2 separate regions of the Athene noctua genome follow, and region 2 is linked to region 1. A link is a contact called in public Hi-C data. All regions are on one chromosome and are shown on one strand. Each heading gives the region's core, a stretch centred on a gene start, on an enhancer-like site or on the middle of the called end of the contact. The rest is flanking DNA. Distances are from core to core; before and after follow the strand shown.

Region 1 (2,740 bases), core at 195-2,694:
CCACTGCACCTAGGGAAGTGTTCCCTATGGCTGACAATTTATTTGGGGTGTTTCTATGACGGTGCCCAGCTTGGTTTATGTGTTCAGGTTTACAGTAGCTCCAGGATGCTGATTGGGGAGTGTGAGGAGCTGAGTCCATGCCCAGCTCAGCACGCTGCCTGGTTGGGATCCCATATCTTATGCCCATGCTGCTTCCCCTGTGTGCCCTACAGAGCCACACCATCCAACAAGGACAAGCCACCTGGGGCTGGACAGGAGGAGAGGGGCTCATAGCTCTGCTGACACACTGCAAGGGTGCGGTGAACTCATTTTAGCAGGGTTGACTCACAGAAAATGTGCTTCTCTTCCTGCCTGATTGCTTCACCAGTGAGAAAGGAGTGCTGGAAGGTGCTAGGAAGTAGTTCACTGCTTCTTTTTAACTTCTGAAATAAGAGTTTCAGAATATGTCACCTATTTCTCAATCTCATACCAAATTCTTTGTTTTGCTCTCCACTGCATAACTCTTTTCCAGGGTGTGTTTAGCAGGTTACTTTTAGAGGGCTGTGATTTTGCATCCTTTGCTCTGCTGCTGAAACAATGATGAAAGGGGCAAGGCAAGAGCAGAGCTGCACAGCCAGCCTGGCTGAGCTCCGATGGTGAGGGTATAGCGTGGGAATGAGGAAAGGTTTCTTACAAGGCTGTGCCAACCTGGAAGCCAGACAGAAATTCCTCTGTCCTCCTTACATCCTGCATCGTTTCTGAGCTGACGCTGGTTTGAGGGGTATGAGCGGAGGGCAAGCCATCCCTCCAGAAGAACGGTACTTGTGTTAAAGCGCTGCTGAGATGGGCTTTGGGCAGGGGCACAGCTCCCACACAGCCCCGCCGGGGCCGTGCAGCCTCATGATTTACATGACCGAGCTTTGTACGAAACCCCTCCAGAAGCACTCGAGGGGTGGCACGCAGGGACGGCTGCTTGCAGGCCTGGGGACCAGCGGGTGCCCCCACCAGGGCCGCTGGAGCTGCCCGTCAACCCCGGGCTGCTCCATGAGGCACCCTCCGCCGCCTTCCACCTGCGGAATAAAGACGAGGAGCAGCGAGGGCCCTTGCCGGGACAGGTGGGACAGGCGGGGAAAAAGTTTCTAAATCCCGCTGCCCTTCCCGGTGTGCACGCCGGGGCTCCCCGCCCGGGAGATGACGCGGGATCCCCGTTAGGAGCTGGGGTCGGACCTTTTAAAATCCGGCGCTGTGGCGGCTATGGGAAATGCTGACGGCAAGGGTACAGGAGAGGGCAAAACCCCACAGCCAGAGCGGAAACTCGCGAACTCTTCCAGCCGGCGCGGCCCGGCCCCGCTGCTGTCAGGGACTCGCGGCTCGGCGGGGCTCGCCGGCGCCCGCCGCTGCAGCCCCACAGACTCAGGCCGCGCCGCCGGCACCGGCCTTATTAGGCGGCACGGGAAGAGGCAGCGGAGCTGCGCCCGCCCCGCCGGCGAGCGCCGCCTCCTCCGGCCGCGCCGCGCACGCCGGGACCGGCCCTGCCCAGCTCAACCCCGTACCGCCGCCCGGGCCCCGGCCCCGTCCCCGGCGGCAGGATGCAGGTGAGCAGCCGGGGGGCCCCGCGTACCGGGCCGATGTGCGGCCGGTGCCGCGGGAGCGGAGGGGGAGCCCGCCCGGACGAAGAGCAGGGGCTGGGCCCCGCGCCTGGTCACAACCGCCGGGGCGGCCTCGGGCCCCGCCGGCAGCCGTGGGCCGCCCTCAGCGGCCGAGCGCCCCGGGGGCAGTCCCCGGCCTCACCCCCTTTCTGGGGATGGAGGTGCTTGTCGTGTGGCGGTCCTGTTATGAAGCCCCATGGCATGCGTTTGCGGCGGTTTGTTGGGTTTTTTGTTGGGTGGTTTGTTGGTTGTTTTTTTTTTTCAAGTACGATATTTATTTCGGTACTGTAGTAAGCAGATGGGTGGGTGGGTGTTTCGGGCACTTCATCAGTGTGTTGATAAACGACAGTAGATGCTGTGAAGAGCTGTGTCGAGGGAAAAATGACCACAGTCAGAGACAAAAAAAAAGTAATACGGCATGCCACTTGCCGAGCTACTTCGTTTTCTTTTTTTGTTGGGTTTTTTTTGTTTGTTTTTTTTTTTTTTCCTGATAGTCTAGAAGTACTGTGCTGTGGTCTAGAGAAGAGATATGGTCTCTAACAGACCTAGTGTAAGGTCTGTTGATACAAGTAAAGCAGTAGGTGCTGTATTCAGTTTTCAAAGTGAGCTCAGGTCAAGACAATAAGGCATCAAAATCAGCCTGTGAATGCTTATCACTGAATTTTCATGCATTTAAAAAAATAAAATTGTTACCTAACTTGGAAGAACTTCTACTAAGCTTCTCACCAATACAAATGGGTGCCTCAACAAAACAAAATGGGTGCCTGTTGGTCTTGTTTTGCCGTATTATTGTGACTATTTCACAGTAAAGTCTCTTTTTTTCAGGCACAGCCTAGGCATAAGTTTTGATCAGATTCCTTAGCCATGGGCTTGTCTGGCAGAAACTGTGCTCGCTTTTCTCTAAGCACTTGTGTAGTCACACTGACTTGAAACTGCTAAGGAGACTTCCCATATATCCAGAGTTAGGTCTGCAAGGCTGGTGCCTGCGTGTCTTCTCACCAGTGCTTCCCAATGCAATGGCCGCTGATGTGGTGACCTGTTGTTCTTCTGAGGCTCTGTACATGAGCACTGTGGCCAGTGTGCTTCCCCATCACCCAGCTGATTTCCTCCCC
Region 2 (2,937 bases), core at 208-2,707, 220 kb after region 1:
TACTGTACTGGGTCTGACTGAGCTGGAATTGGTCTTCCCCTATAGCAGCCCTCATGGTGCTGTGTTTTAATGACAGGGTGTTGATATCACACTGGTGGTGTGGCTACTGCTGAGTGGTGCTTACACAACACCAAGGCTCTTCCCAACATTCACCACCCCCCCATGGGACAGGGTGGGCAAGATCTTGGGAGGGGACACAACCAGGACAGCTGACCCGAACTGCCCAAAGGGATATTCCAGACCATGTGACGTCTGCTCAGTATAAAGCTGGGAGAAAGGAGGAAGGGGGTGGGGTCACCCTTGGTCCTCCCGAGGCAACCACTACACGTATGGGAGCCCGCTCCTGAGAAGGCCCGACAGCGCCTCTTCATGGGAAGGAGAGAATAAATCTGTTTTCTTTTTTTTGCTTCCATGCACGGACCCTTGCTTCGCTTAGCTTATATTAAAACTGCTATTAAAACTGCGTTTGTTTTACCCACAAGGGTTGGTCTATCTTATTTTCTTTCCCCTCTTTGACCTGTTGAGAAAAAAAGGGGGAAGGGAGGGGAAGTGCTAAGAGCAACTTGGGTATCTGGCATTTAGCCAAGGTCAAACCACATTTACTCTCAGAGATAGTTCTAATACACCCGCATCTCTCCTGTCGTTAGTGGGACAAACCAAACTCAGCCCTGGAGCACACTTCGTTTTTCTAAAACCAGCAGTACTGCAAGTTGTGCAAAGGGAGAAGCTGTAAATAGGGTGGGGTTGCCTTCCAATAACCTCATTTATTATATTATTTGAAAGGATACAAAGCACTTGCAAGAACAGATTTACTGTTAAAAAAGGAAAGGATTACTAGTTTTTAATGCTCTGTCACATTCCTTCCCTGCACACACATTCTGGTTTTGGATTACTGCACTTGTTCCCTGTTGCACACCCAATGCAGTGCCAGGCCTCTTCGTAAAGCTGGGCTGTTGTTCCAGTTCGCTATAGCCGAAAGCGGTCTCGCCCCACCACCATCCCTCAGCTCTGGCCACTTTGCTAGGCGGGTGGCCAGGCGGGGTAGTCGCCGCAGGCTACTGCCCCACGCTGGCGTGCCGAGCTCCTGCCTCAGGAACGGCAGCTGCACCTCTCAACGGGGCAACCTGCTTGCTAGAAGCACAACACCCCTAAGCCGAATTGTGGAGGCTCCCCGCACAACGCACCACCTAAAAAACAGCTGCTTAGACAGGAGGCGGGCGGGCCAGCCCTCACTCTCCGCGAGATCCCCGCCTCAGGGCTTCGGCTCCAGGCTGCGGCAGAAGCAGCTCTCGAGTCGGGAAAGCCGGCGGCTGCTCCCTCCGCCGCCAGCAAACCCCTCCCCCCCGGTACCGACAGACCGACAACGCACCGACGGACAAGCCGCCCGCAGGCCCTGCCGCGCCTCAGGCGCATGCGCGCCACCGCCCGCCTGCGCCCCTCCGCTTGGCGCCGGCGCAGTCGGTCGCCGCCCGCATCCCGGAAGAGCTCCTCGCTCCCACAGGCCTTTGCGCCTTCCTTTCAGGCCCGTTCCCGGCTGGGTGAGTGGCGGCCCCGGGGCCGGGCGGCCGAATCCGCCGCCATCCGCCTTGCAGACCCCGCGGCGGGGGGTGGTGTCTTTGGCTTGGCCCGGCGCGGGTGGCACCGAGTGGTACCTGTCGGCGGGTCCGCGTTCGGCGGGGCTGGGGCCCATCTCCCTGTCGTTCCCCCCCCAGGCCTGCGCTGTACCGGACAGGGCGCAGGCCCGGGGAGGCCTGCGGGGAGCTTGTTACGGGGTTACGGCCCGTGCTGGGCCTTGGTGAGGGAGGAGGAAGCTGAGGCCGCGATCAGTCCTTGGAAGGAGCTTTTCCGGCATTGTCATCTCCATTGGGGACGGGTTGAGCTGCTCTCCTGGGTTGCCCTGAAGCAGGAAGGGGCTTGGACATACAGAAGCAGGATGGGGCGGTTTTAGGGGCGCTCGAGGCTGGCCAGGAGCCCCATCTTCATGGGAAGTGGTCAGAGAGCCTCAGATGTTCGTGCTCCTGTCAGGGAGATAAGAGTAAAGCATTTGTGGTGCTGAGAAGTTGCTGTGTAAAGTCTGCAACTGGTGCGACCCCGGGGATGAATTAAGTTTTAAGCTTCTGAATGGGGGGTTTGTGTGGCTGGTAAGGAGCTGGAGCCGATGGTAAGGAAGGGGACAGGGGAAAAGTCCGAGGGAAGTTGGGTCTGCGTTTGATGTGTGCACGGATGCTTTTCAGCGTTTCTCAGATGGCTCCTGCAAAGAAAGGTGGTGAGAAGAAGAAGGGGCGCTCTGCCATCAACGAGGTGGTAACCAGGGAATATACCATCAACATTCACAAGCGGATCCATGGCGTGTAAGTTCTTCTTATCAGTGGAATCAGCCTGATCTAAAGTGGTGTTTGGAAGTGGGTTCGGTAGTTTAAACGGCAGAGAACGACAGTCCTTACCGGCACGATGCTAACGCATGATGTTTTAGTCCCTTGTGCTACTGTTGTATTCCGAGGAAGCAGCTCTGTACCTACTTCTACAGACGTATGCTTGGCATATAGCTTATGGGAACAAGCGAGTTTGGTTTTGTGTTTATGGACTTAATTTGAAGTTAGATCTATTTACCTCTGACCACAGGTTGTCATTGTTCCCCAAGTGACATTTAAAGTTTAGCCCACTGTGTTAAGTTTTAGAAATTAAATACTGTATTCAAATGATTGGCGCCGTGCTTCTCACTAAATTGTTTGAGGTGTAAATTGAGGTATGATTTGAGTTAAACAATATTTGTTGTGTGCAGGGGAGCATAACTTTTTACCTGACAGAGTGTTGAATCTCATAGAACTGGGCACTAGTAAAGTGCTTGAGAGGACTTGCTGAGAAACTGTCTCCTTTTGATTCTCTTTGTATGTGTATGGCTACAGTCAGGTGGAAGAAAACTGTATCCGAATCGAA

What was found. A called contact is a pair of places that touch in the nucleus more often than the background predicts.
Region 2: a contact with region 1 is called in a Hi-C map of liver, with 3 times the contacts expected there. The contact joins the promoter of RPL31 here to the promoter of PDCL3 in region 1. A contact is called at or near these places in 2 of 2 Hi-C or Micro-C datasets (heart and liver).

Annotation. Positions count from the first base shown.
Region 1 is chr1:193,879,106-193,881,845 of bAthNoc1.hap1.1, forward strand. PDCL3 (phosducin like 3) reads left to right here and starts at 1,445. Exons shown (of 6, transcript XM_074908810.1): 1 at 1,445-1,574. The coding sequence starts at 1,569.
Region 2 is chr1:194,101,214-194,104,150 of bAthNoc1.hap1.1, forward strand. RPL31 (ribosomal protein L31) reads left to right here and starts at 1,458. Exons shown (of 5, transcript XM_074930295.1): 1 at 1,458-1,538; 2 at 2,235-2,351. The coding sequence starts at 2,245.